Regions from separate parts of the Mus musculus genome. Here all the other regions are linked to region 3. The links are chromatin contacts, called in public ChIA-PET and HiChIP or PLAC-seq maps. All regions are on one chromosome and are shown on one strand. The core of a region is the stretch at or near the end of the contact, and the rest is flanking DNA. Distances in the headings are between cores, read along the strand shown.

Region 1 (4,210 bases), core at 537-3,036, 550 kb before region 3:
ACTGCTCAGTTCATTTCTGCAGCTGGTTCCTTTCTCAGAGTCCAAGCAGCCTGCAATGTGCGGAGGAATGCTGGGCTGTCGGGTGTTTATAAATCCAGGTCACTTCCAGTTTGCCCTCCCTACTTCCTGTAGGTAAACAAAACTGTGATGTCATAGTTTCCTGCCATCATGGTTTTCTGCTGCTGTGTACCCCCCCCATCATTATAAACTCTCCCCATAAAATCATAAGGTATATAAACTGTCTTCCAGAAGTTGTACTTGGTCATGGGATTTTATTACAGCAACATTTACATTTCATGATTTGCATAGCTGAGCCTATGCTTGTAAAGACCCTGTCACATTTCCATCCTTGCCACTTATGCCTTTTGAGATACTCAGCATCCTTCCTCCCGCATCCATTGATCCCTGCTTCCCCAGCCACTACAATTAACTTCACCATCCCTTTTCCAGCCTCTCCTTGGCTGATCTTATGGAACTACTTTAGTTTTGTAGTGCAATAATAATTTGCTGGATTCCAGTGAGCTATTTTTTTAATTCAATATTTGCATTGTATGGGGTTCTCTAAAGGAAACGAACCAATAGAATACATACACGTTATGAACAAAGATTCACTACATTGGCTCACAAGATATATACCAGGTAATCAAAAAATGTCCATCTTTAGAGCGGAGAGGCTGAGAAGCAGATATCACCTCAGTCCACACATCTGTTTTCTTTCGATATCCCAATCTGGTCTGCAGAAGATTCCTGGAGTCTTGTTGGAATCTGAAGAAGCTGGAGTCTGGTGTCAGTGAAGGATGACAACAGCAGCAGTGACGCACACTGGGTTATTCACCCCTCTCTTAGCTTGTAGACTCAGGAGCATCGGGAGTGTAAAGTTGTCAGCTTCCTGGCACCTCAGCTCCCTGCCAGCAGAGCGTAGGCTCGTTGTCAGAAAATACATTAGCATAGCTAGTAACTGCAAACACGTAACTAGTACTTAGAATAGTCTAGGTATACCTAAACCCACTAAGGAAACTATGTTGTCAGTCCCTTTCAATGTAAGGATTAAGCTTGTGTGGCCTCCTGATGTCAGCCTAAGGCTTTCCAAGAAAGACTTTTCTTTCTGTCCCACAATCAGCCAGGATGCTATCTCCACCTTCCCAGCAGTGGATCCATGTGAGGTTGTTCTAGTTCTCCCCACATTCTAAGCAACCCTAGATTGTTAGATAAAGCTTCGGTGTCCTCCAGAAACATGCCAATTCACATTTTAAGGTGTTATACTTAAAATGAAGAGGAAGGGGAGAATATATTTGAGCCCTTTCTACAGTCCCTCTTTAGTATTTATCATTGCTTGTGTGAATGCTTCTTTCTCTACCTTCATGATTGGTTTGAACCACAGACGTCTTGTTGTTGCATATATAAGTATTTCAATAGAGATGCTAGTTGTTGGTATTAGGACCTCCGAAACCCCTGACATCACATAGGCGAGACTCGAACACCTGTTACCAAGGCAACAACCACCATATTCCCAGAATCCACTTGGCTCACCTCCCACCTTTACGTCATCACCCATATATGAAGAAAGCCCCCCCCCCCCATCTACCCTCCCCCTCTTCCCGCAGCCACCTTGCCCTCTCTCGCCCAATAAACCTCCCGTGGAACTATTTGGTCTGGTGTGGTCCTTCTGAAGCCAAGTCGAAGTCAAGACCGCAACACTAGTTACAAGTTTACTTCTTTTATTACTTTTTCCCCAGGTGGTAAGATGTAAAGCTTCACCAGTAGAGGGCAGCAGAGAGACTGTTGGAGGGAGGGACACTAGTTCTTTGACTGGAAAGGAACTCAGGAGACACAAGATAGTGCTCACCTCCTGGGGAGTGTTGCCAACACTCCAAAGGTTGGTCCCTCAGGTCTAGCTCAGCCAGTTTCCCAGTGTGTTTTACACAGACCCAGTTGGTGCCTTCCAGGCTGCCAGAACCCACCTGCTGAGCCCCAAGCCTGAACCACCTCAATGAACTTCTCTGCCCATCAGCAGACCACAGCACACTCCCCCAGGAGATCTGGACTCAACTCCGGGACTAAGAAAGGGCAGCTGTTGGCTGGGGAGGTGGCGCAGAGGTTAGGAGCGCTTGCTGCCCTTCCAGAGCACACACACTCTGTTCCCAGCACCGGCTGCCCGTGATTCCAGCTCCAAGAATCTGCATGCTGCATTCACACACACGTGACTAGAAATACCCATACACATGAGTCAAAATAAAATTTCTGTGTTTGGAAAGAGTGAGGACCTTCAAAAGATAGAGGACTCCTCTGGACTAATTCCTTCCTCAGCTGTTCCACTTCCATCTTAGAGGAAGACCCACCCTTCTACCTCCTACTCTGCTAGTCTCTGCTTGCCCGGTGTTCATTAATGCCTTATTGCTAACTAGTAAAGCTTGACTTTGAATTTCCCTGTTAAAAGCACGGTGATAGCCATCACTACTAGCACCTTACCAATACAGACAGGAGGCCCAAAGGTTCTCTTACTTTCTCATCTTTCTTAGCACATCAGTGAATCTCAGACCTCCATCCCCCACCCCAGTGGCTGCTGCAGAGATTGAAATATACTTACAAACAACCCAAACTTCAAAATGACACTGTGATCTTTCAGTACCTTCATTTTAATACCCCCACCATGCATAGTTATACTGCTTAAAAGGGAACTGCTATTTGGGGTATGTGTTCTCCCCACTTTTCCCAGAGTTTTTCAGTTCTCAATGTTTCTATGGAGATATCCTCAGGCATAGACTTTTTATTCAGTAACAACAAGTCTACTAAAAGGTCTACCTAGTCAAGGGATGGAGGTAAATATTATCAAAACACATTGTAAGAAATTCTCTAAGAATTAATAAAAGGGACTGGGAGATCCCAGTGAATGAGCTCCTTGTTTTTTATCTAAGATTTCTTTAGGCTGAACCTCCAGCTTTCCATCGATTCCTGAGCAGGCTTTCTCCAGCTGGGCATTAATTCCCATTGAGTTGTCTGTTCCTGAGTTTCCACTCTGGTATGATTTTCTGTGCCTCTCACACCAACTTCAGGGACATTGACTTGCCTTCTGACCTTACTGCTCCTACTGTTTTAGGAAGAATTGCCTTTTCAGTTTATTCGACTTTGTATTCATTGTTCTGATGCAGTGGCAACTCGTACACTTCTCAACGCTATGTAAATAGTTATTATATTTTATTGTCTAGGGAATAATACAAGAAAAAGTCTGTCCATGATCAATTCAGACACACACTCCTCATGGTGCGATGACTTCACAGTTGCAGAACCCACAGATTGAAAGCTGTGCCTATGGAAGGCCAGCCCTACTATGTGCTGAATTGCCAATTTGGTCCACTTAGAAAGTTCCACGTCAACCTTTCCAAAGTTTGGAAGACATTGGTAATCATTTCTTAGATTAGTTCATTAAAGACCACAAAAGAGTGAAGTTTTAATATTCTTATTCCTAATCAAGTAGAATTGGTGGTGAAGAAGAAAGTATCTATATTGACAGCTCCGTCTCACAAGAGGAAATATAAATGCACTCTGTTGTTTTCAGAACAATGAGTGTCTTAGCATTCTGCAAAATATGTCTATGATTTTTTAATTCATGGATTTTTTCACATAAATTTCGATGTATTGCAATTATCTTAATTTATATTTTCCATTTTTGTCAAGGAATAAGCTCTCTGAATTGACCCGTAAGTCCTTTTGAAATGAGCTACTAGTCTTTAAAAGATTCCTTTCTTTTAAGTCCAAAAAGATGTTTCCAGCTCCAAGGAATCCTTGTTTCTTAAGAGGAAATGTCATTTAGAAACTATAATCCTGGTTCTAGGTGCTCATTACTACACAGACAAGGACTAGAAAATTGGTCTTTTCAAAAAAAATGCATCATAATACTTCCCAAGAAAATTGTACACCTGATTACAACTTATAGACTACTTAGCATCTTTATGAATGTTTTGATTCCTGATATTAACAAAAACTGTATTTTAACTTATCTGAAATATATAATAGTTTCTGAATACTTACTAATATGAATGTCGCTTCTTTTTACCTTGATGCATCCCTACTAAGAATGATTAGACAAATGGTTATTTTTACAATACTTTAAATGATTTCTATTTTTAAGAGGCTAACATAGATAGCTTCGTTTTACTTTTACTGTGATTCTATAACTAGTTTTTGTCTTCATTTAGAATGTGTGGAAACT
Region 2 (4,376 bases), core at 1,106-3,605, 620 kb after region 3:
CAGAAAAAGTGTGAGGAGCGGGTGTGGCAGCAGTCCCAAGAAGGCGCCAGGGACTGCAGCTAAGTCTTATGACTTGCACCTGACTTCCTCATACACCTGAAAATAAGCCACAACCGTCGTGAGAGCTGCACAGGTGCGCCATGATGCTGGTGGTTTAAACAAGTCCATATTTGGTGGAGACATGCCCCTGCCGCCCTGATTGGCTGAAGCTGCGTGCCTTGGTGAGGTGACATGGCCTGCTGTGAGTGGATGAGGACTGAGAGTATATAAGAGTGAGAGGCCCGGGGTTCGTGGGAGATAGATGAAGAAAAAGTTGAAGCGAGAGAGATGAAGACGGAAGTTTGCTGAATAAACTGCCGTTAGAAGGACTGGTGGTCGTGTCGTTCTTGCTGGTCGAGAGCGGACGCGACAAAAAAGAGCAAGCTTCCTTCTTCCATGTCCTTTATATAGGACAAAGAAAGATCTGGAGTAAAAGTATGTCTTCCCACTTCAAATGATGAAAAGAAAAATTCCTCAAAGGTGTACACAGCCATTTGAGTTTAAATTAATTCCAGATGTAGTCAAGTTGATGACCAAAAATAGCCACCATACCTAAGGATATTAAATATTTATTGACCATTTGTATTTTTACCTTTGAAAACAACCTATTCAATTCATCTACCAATTTAGTAATTAGATGGTTTAATTTTGTTTTGTTTTGTTTTGTTTTTTGATCAGCGCTGCAAACATATGTCTCTGCTTGTTCTCTATCTATTGAAGACAGCTTTAAGAAAGTACATTAGTCATTTGGTGATATGTTTCTTTCAGTTGCTTTCCTTAGCATTATCCCAAATTAACCAAACCAGTTTGAACAGAATTGGAGCAAAAAGTTGCTTTGCAAGAGGCATACCAAGGGGATCCAGGGAAAAAAAATGATAAAGGACAGATTCCAATAATGAAGGTTTATTTTTAAAAATCAGCCCCTAATAATTTCCTTAAAAAAAAAAACTCTGAGCTTTTACAGCCACATACTAGGTATACACATATACGGGGCATTTGGTGAAAGCCTCCTTTAGATAACTCAGAGACATTCTTTCCTATTTAGACCATTAAAAAAAATTGAAGCTGAGTTATTAAAAAAAAAAGATTTCTATTATATCGAGCTTAGTGCTGTTAGTGGAAGACTGGAATTAGAGAAAAGAACACAACTTCTTACTCTAGCTTTGTGTGTGTGGTGGGGCAGGGATGGGGATCAGAGGAAGGTTAAATTAGGTCTCATGTAGCCAGACTAGCCTTGGATCCCCTATGCCACTTAGGCTCACCTTACCCATCATTAACTCTGTTTCTCAAATGGTGGGATTACAGTCCACTACCACCACACTCTTCTGCCCTACTTCAAGTATGAAATAGTAAGTCACACTGAAAGGTTTCCAGAGACCAAAGAAGGCTTGCTCTTAACACAGAATTATCCTGATCATCAATAAACCATAGGGCTCAGAAACTGTGAGTCTCTTTCTAGGACAGACTATTCTCTTGTGGTTGGTGGTGGCTTTCTCTGCTCCCCAGAGTGGTTTACTGTGCAGCATTCCAGTTTCTTGGAGTCTTCTGTCTCAATAGGCTGACTTTAGAGAGCTATCATCTCTGCCAGGTTGGTTATGTTTAGAACACTCACTATATCTTTGAATTTTTAAAAATACAATCTCATTTTTAAAAGAAGGCTTATTTTTTAATTTAAGTGTATGGGTGTTTAGCTTGTGTGTATGTCTGTGTACCATATGTCTGCAGAATTCAGAAGAGGGCAGTTGATTCCATGAAACTGTAGTTACATATGTTTGGGGCTGCTGCCATGTGCACGCTGGGAAACATGGGTTCTCTGGAAGAGCGATAAGTGTTCCTAAGCACTGGACCATCTCTCCAGCCTCCAGATCTCTATTAAAGTAACACTTTATTAATAGTGAACTTATATAACCCTTTTGGGTTTTTTTTTTTTTTTTGAAAGATACTGTGTTCATGAGCTTAGACACAAATTATTTAAGCACCAAATTTCTCAACTTGTTGCTTAAAAAAAAAAAAAGGAAGAGGTGAAAGGAGGGACAAACAAACAAACAAGTCAGGCTTTTGTCTAAGTGGGGCTTGCTGGTCTTATTTCTGAGAGGGTGCATGTGAAGAGCCTGCCTTTCTGAGTGGCCCGCACCAGTGCTCTGAGAACCCTGCGCGGGGCTCCGGCGTGTTTTAAACTGCCCGCCAACTCTGCAAGCTGGCCCAGGAGCAAGAATCGGGAAGGCAGGTGATCGCCCCCTGGAGGCCACTGGGAGAGCCGCTCGGCGGACCGCGGAAGGGCGGGGCCGCAGCCGGCTCCGCCCCTGCAATCCCCTCCCTCCGCTTTCCCGCTCTTGGTCCGCTGCGCCACTTCCGCCGCTCTGGCCGCGATGCTGCCTAGGTTGTGGTGGCTGGTGCTCTGGCTGCAGCCCCTGGCTACACTGCCAGCGAGCGCGGTGCACGACGAGGAGGCAGCGATGTCAGGTAACCCCGGCTCCGGGCGGGGGGGCCTCCTTTCGGCGCCGCAGGGTCACGCGCGGCCGCGGCCAGGCCCCGCCCCTGTCTGCGGGCATCGGATACTTCAGTGTTTTGGTTTGTTCAGGATCACACCGCTGGACAACCGCACAGCTGGCCCTTTGTCTGCAGTTTATGTCTGAAACCTTATTTTATCTGTCTTCAGAAATCTCAGGAAACTCAAGGCTAGAGAAGGATAGAAGCTTCAGAAAGGAACCGAAATTCTGTTTCTGATTGGCTGCTGTGACCTGGGTAGCTGGTCATATGCAAAATACTGCTGATGCTCCAGCATTGAACCAGGTGCACAGGAAGTCTCAGTGAGCTACTCAGACTGTTTGGGGTGCTTAAGATTCTGGCTCAGAAAGCTGTAGCAGCAAAACGCAGTCTCCACGAGTTTAACATTTATTTCTACCATTCACTACATCCTTCAAAAGATTGCTTGTTTGTATTCTTCATTACATGGTCACTTACAGACTCAAGGGAGGCTGTCAAGATACAGACTTTCAATTGGATAATATTCCGACACCGACAAAGTTAGTAGGGTGTCTAAGACTGAAAGAGAGAATGGATGTTCAGTAAGCAGTTATTAGCTTCTGTCACACCTTGTGCCCATACTGGTATCTTGCAGTGAGTTACACCTTAGGGGACGGTCTGTGGTCAGCTTTTCATTGAACAGGAATGTGTTAATTAACTATTTTGTGCTATGCAGGGCTGATTTGCTCTAACTGCATTGTCTTATACTGATTATTCATATATGCCCATTTTACATGCTAGAGAACAAAGAATTGGTAGTAAATATAATAGGTACTTGTGAAAATATAAAACAGTTTGAGGAGGAGGGCTCCTGGGCGTGGCAGCAGAGGGGTAGAAGTAGTTATATAGATTCAGAATCTTGGGCTCTAGTGCAGTTGTTGATTTAACCTGTAGGTGTCGTATTCTCCAGGGCACACAGGTATTATTTCTGCTCCTTTTATTTGCTTCAAGGAACTCAGTTTTTCAAGTTTTGCTGCTGTATGGGTCACCATATAGCCCTAGCAGATCTGGAGATTTTTACATAGACCAGGCTGGCCTTGGCTGTACAACATTCCTGCCTCTACCTCCCAGGTGAAGGGTTTTCAGAGCTGTACTGTTGCGCCTAGCTTAATAGTCCTCAGTTGTGTTAAAGACGCATGTAAATGTTCACCAGGACTTTCTTTCTGAGAAGTGTAAGATACCCAGGAGATGATAAAATTCCAGTTCACAGCTGAAAAGAAAATGGCAACTTCTGTCTTGCCATTCCAGATATTCCTTACGTTCACATAGGAGGGGATCACTGTCCTGCAGTGTTGAGTGACACCTTGGGAACCCTTGGTTGGCTAGGTCTAAGAACTGCTGCTACTGTAAAAGCTATGGTCTTATGAGGGGCCTGTGATGAGACAGCTAGACAATAATCTCTCTCACCCACAGGGAATGTATTTTTTAAAAAAGCACTGCAGTACCGAACCTTACATGCCCCCCCCCACCCAGTGTGTGTGTGTGTGTGTGTGTGTGTGTACATTACATATCACAGCAAGAGATTTATAATTATAAATCAGAGCAAGAGATAGTTATTACAATTCATTACAATAAAATATTGTGGAAAAATTATTTGAACTTACATATTTCTACTTTGAAAGATTTTTTTCATTTAATATTTTCAGACCTTGGTTGAACACAAAAACTTGAAGCCTCAGCAAGTGAAATTGAGTGTAATGGAAGACTGGGGGGGTGGGGGTGGGTTGCCTCTGATGACGTCTAAGACCCTTTCCAACTCTGAGAATCTGCTTTGGGTACTTACACGCTGCCATGGCACGAAGAACATCCAT
Region 3 (4,540 bases), core at 385-2,884:
AGACTCTGTCTCAAAACAAACCCTAAAGCCACTTTTCTCACTCTACTTTTTTGCTGGAAGACATTTTTGTTGTTTACAAAGCATGTTCATTCTAACATATAATGGGCATATTATTGGAAGCATGAATAGCTTATCTCAGATCTGAATTTTCATAGAGTGAATAGCTGCAAAACTATAATACACAAATATGGGGGTCCTCAACAAGTTTTAAAAAGCAGAGATCTAGAAGTGTCTCAAAGAGAAAGAGAGCATACCCATTTTTGTACATGTACCTGAACAGTTAAATGTAGCGATAAAGACACAAAAAGCCAATGTGATTAACACTCTAAGGCAGGAAGTAAAAGTGGCGAGTAGTGGTCTCCACCTAAGCTGTCCAGAATGGCAGCCACCAGGGCTTTAGACACTGGAAAGAAATCCACTTACACTGCAGAATCTAGGTGTTCAATAGGAAGGAATACAAAGGATCTTAGGTAGCAATTTAAATGTTTTATTATAATTTAATGTTTTATTATAATTTAAATGAAGTATTATTATTTTGTAGATATTAGGTTACTTGTGCTGATTTCACCCATTTTTTTTTTCCACTTTAAATGTGTCTGGGACTAGGGAGATGGTGCAGTGAGTCAAGCACTTACACTCGGGTAAGAGGACATGAATGTGGATCTCCATGATTCATGTAAAGCCAGCTGTGATGGTGCCATGGCAAGATGGGAGACACGGGAACCCCCAGAAGCTTCCAGGCAGTCCAGGCTGGCTAACTCAGTGTCAACAGGAGACCATGTCTCAAACAGGGTTGGAGGCAGGGGCAACACTGGATATTGTTCTCTGATCTCTACTTGGGATCTATGGCATGCCAGCACTCACACATGCTCTGAACATATGCCTATATCCACACACAAATCGAAAGGGAGGGGGGAGAGACAGAGATTAAGAACATGAGGGGGATCAGAAAATGCAAGGAGTGTGTTCTGTTTCTCCCAGACAGCTGGTCAAGAAGAGTAAAGAAATTCAGCGTAAACAAACAAACAAAAACCTACTGTGGGTTTGGGGGCATTGTTACATCTTCACAAAGTCTAGGATTTCACTGTGTGTGGGGTGGCATGGGGGGGGTACCTGGTGAGAAGATGCAGTGGGGGGAACATCAGGAGTGAAAAATGACAGTGCCCAGACTTGTCTGAGTCACAGCCTCAGCTCCTGAGAGGGAGAAAAGTTTCCTGGGTAGGGTGTGAATGGCTTAGTTGTCACTTGGGAGAGAAGAATCCAGGTGGCACACCTGTGTGATGGCTGGTCATTGATATGATACAGGCTTTTGCCTAGGTATACTACCCTAGACACATGTGTATCCAGTCTGCCCATTGCTTTCCACCAGTCTGATTTATTTTGCTGAACTCTGGTAGAATTTTTTTCCTGTTCAAGGCATTAATATCTAAAGGAATCCGCTGGAAGTCAGTGATCCCTGAGAGATGACTGTCTATCTTAGTCCAGTGGCTATGTCTCTGAGTAACTTTGTTCACCTGCCTGGTCCTCAATGTCTTCAGAAAGTGAAATTTAGAACGGAAAGGAACCGAGGTTCCACCCAGCTCTGTGATTCTAGAACAGACCCATGTCATAAAGAGGGGAGCACACAGACTACAGGTACCAAGACAAGGTGGAAGCTGGCCAGAGAGGGCATACACCGAGAACTTTTACACGAGTTGCCACAAACCTGTGTAAGCCTGTCTTCTCACAAGACAGCAGACCCTGCTGTTGGTTGGTGTGTTGATGCTGGCTCCCTAGAAAGGATGGAGTTATGTCTAGGAAAACAGGAATCCCAGTCCTTCAGTGTGTACCTCTTACTCTACACACCTTGGGACAATTTGCATTTGTAAGAGTGGCTACTAGGGATGGGGCGGTGCTCTGCCAAGGGGGCTTCAGCCTGACTTTGTAAAGCGTTTCTAGAATAGAGTGGATAGGAACTGCCTAAAGTCCCAGGGACTCAAACACTGACGCACAGGAAAGCCTCAAGTGGGTGGAGAAATGCAAATCCCCTAGAGGAATGGCGTCAGCGGCTGTGGACCCTGAAGGCCGATTCTGACTTTGGACTTGTGCAGTGCCACTACCTGGACGGAGAGAGAGAGAGCCAGGTAAGCCAGGCAGCCCGCATCTGCGTGTGGCCTCTCCACAATAGGAAACATCTAGGCAGGATTCTTGGGGCGTCTTTCTACAATTGGTATTAACACGACTGGGGAGGAAGGGATGCCTATAAAAAGAAGGGTCCTACTCATTACACTCAGATCACTCAGAAAAAAAGTCTTCCAAAGACTTAAATGGAGATCTGGCTCCGGATCTTTACTGAAGGAGGGAGAAGTCGAGGCATCTCCGTGAAGCGGAGGGGTGGGTTGGGGGCTGTGCTGCTGCGGAGGTGTGTCAGCTAAGGGCTGGAAGACAGCCCTAATTTTCTTTAGCCAACGGAGGGCTGTGATATCTGACCCGAGATTGGCACATCTGGGTTTCAGGGAAACACCATCCCGCTAGGGTAGCCGGTGATTGTGGCTTTGAGAAGTGTGAGTGATGCTTAAAGTAGGTCGTCCCTTTGCAAAGAGGTCAAAGAGTCAACAGCACTGCTAGCACCCGGGAAATGGGCCTGAATGCAGGAATACCAGGAGGGAGCCGGCAGGCATCCAGGTTTTAGATGGAAAGTACTTGTCCTGAGACAGGACAATGAGCCCCTAGAGAGTGAAAACAAAGACACCCGCTGGAGGTCTGAACACCAAACAACAGCGACAACACCAGAACAAACCACCACCCCCCCCACCCCCAAAAAAAAACCCAACAAAAAACCTCGCTTTAATTTCTTAAAGTTTTAGAAAAGTAATTTTAAAAGGAACTTATCAAATCCACTCTCATTCGCTACCCTCCAGATCTTCTCCTTTTCTCCCTAGGGTATTTATTCCCTCTCAACTTTATGTGCTGGTTTGCTTGTTTGTTTATTTGTTTGGTTGGTTGATTCACGTAGTGATGCCTGCATGTGCATGGATGATGATGTGGGATTGGACGCAGACCCTGAACCATCAATTGCCAATAACTCCTCAGCCAGGGGTGGGACTTCCTGAGCTCCAAACGAGGTCTGAAGGTTTTCCTCTTTAGGGTACGCCAGGGAGAAAAGGGTCCTTCTGCACCTTGCTTCAGCCTTGGTTTGCAAGAGTGACTTATCTGAGTGATTTGACTGTAAGATAATAAAATTACCCTGCATTCAAATAACAAAATAGAAACAACAGAAACAGTGAAAGCGGCGACCCTGTCTTCAGCTCCTGACCTCCTGATGCCACTGGTAGAAGAGAATGCTCCAGTTCTGTTCCCAGACCTGGGAAGTTTGTCAGAGCTGCACGTTGTGGGCAGGATTCTCAATCCCTCTTTGGCGCTTGATTGTTTGTAAAGCCCAAGGTGCTTGCTATTCTCCCACCTATTCAGGGGCCCATCAGGAGGCCCAAATAAGCTTTCTTAAATTATTTACTTTACTAAGCACTCACAACATACCTGCAATGGCCAGCCATGAGGGCTCATAAACATAAAGTCATATACAAGTTCAAGATAGCTTCTCTCCCTATCTACATTTTTCTGAGAGAAGCACAACTTTTATTATTTTATTTATTGATTGACTTATATTTATACATTAGTATAGTTTATAACATTTAGTTATAAAGTTAGCTCAAGGAAAAGGTGTTTGAAAATGTTCCCACTGGCCGGGCGTGGTGGCGCACGTCTTTAATCCCAGCAATCGGGAGGCAGAGGCAGGCGGATTTCTGAGTTCGAGGCCAGCCTGGTCTACAAAGTGAGTTCCAGGACAGCCAGGGTTACAAGGAGAAACCTTGTCTCGAAAACCCAAAAAAAAAAAAAAAAAAAAAAGTTCCCACTGAAATCTGAAGACTCAATTTGTTCTATAAGCAAAGAGAAACGTCATACCTCCAAGATGTATTGAAATATTGGGGTGAAAGTTTTGCCCTTGACTTACTATTACTAATCAAGAAATCTGCATTCCAAAAGAGCAAAGGCAATAACTTAGTAACGTCAGGGGAATTAAGTCATACTGATTTTTCTATGCTAGAACGTACATCTACAGCCTCTGTGCTGGACAGAGTGGGAACATATAGGTTACACTAAAGGAGCACACTGCTCTGTGTTTACATTATAAAAATGGGATAGTTTATTCTACTTTAGTTAATTTGAGGGCTCAATCACTGTTAGATACAAGGTGACGTTGTATCTAAAAAAAGCTCTGCCCAACCGTAGCTCACTAGAGAACAATAAAAATGGATGCTGGCTTAGAAATAATTTTGCACTGGTATGACTCAAACGCGGGAGTGCACGCATGCAGTTCTTCAGGAAGCTGCCACAGAATGGAACTCTAGTCAGGCTAAAGCTCACTGTAGAGTCCCAACAAATATGAAATAAAAAAAAAAAAAACAGGCTGGACCATTTTTATGAAAAAGAAGCTCTGGGGAAGAAATGAATGAATAGGCCTCAGAAGGTACAGTCAGTGTGTTTGTGTGTGTGTGTGTAT

Evidence for each region. ChIA-PET counts read pairs in DNA pulled down with a chosen protein or histone mark. HiChIP or PLAC-seq counts read pairs in DNA pulled down with a chosen protein or histone mark.
Region 1: an H3K27ac HiChIP or PLAC-seq map of embryonic stem cells shows a contact between it and region 3, with 5 times the contacts expected there. The contact joins the enhancer-like site here to the promoter of Stat4 in region 3. A contact is called at or near these places in 1 of 39 promoter capture datasets (embryonic stem cells), 22 of 484 Hi-C or Micro-C datasets (B cells, CD4 T cells, the N1E-115 cell line and 13 more), 7 of 115 datasets of contacts at active chromatin or transcription factors (the 230-238 cell line, cardiomyocytes, effector CD8 T cells and 4 more) and 2 of 9 other capture datasets (embryonic stem cells and macrophages).
Region 2: an RNA polymerase II ChIA-PET map of memory CD8 T cells shows a contact between it and region 3, with 21 read pairs. The contact joins the promoter of Nemp2 here to the promoter of Stat4 in region 3. A contact is called at or near these places in 4 of 484 Hi-C or Micro-C datasets (B cells, CD8 T cells, the HPC-7 cell line and 1 more) and 1 of 115 datasets of contacts at active chromatin or transcription factors (memory CD8 T cells).

The regions. Positions count from the first base shown.
Region 1 is chr1:51,457,420-51,461,629 of GRCm38.p6, forward strand. No RefSeq gene overlaps it. Among named protein-coding and RNA genes, the nearest start is that of Nabp1, 19 kb to the right of the region's middle. Within about 2 kb of position 1,787, at least 16 of the 459 cell types and tissues checked have an H3K27ac peak or open chromatin away from gene starts, as enhancers often do. A contact at or near this core is called in embryonic stem cells, where this site is marked.
Region 2 is chr1:52,628,350-52,632,725 of GRCm38.p6, forward strand. It overlaps Nemp2 (nuclear envelope integral membrane protein 2), which reads left to right and starts at 2,356. Exons shown (of 9, transcript NM_001142647.1): 1 at 2,356-2,502. The coding sequence starts at 2,409.
Region 3 is chr1:52,006,606-52,011,145 of GRCm38.p6, forward strand. Stat4 (signal transducer and activator of transcription 4) reads left to right here and starts at 1,635. Exons shown (of 24, transcript NM_011487.5): 1 at 1,635-2,123.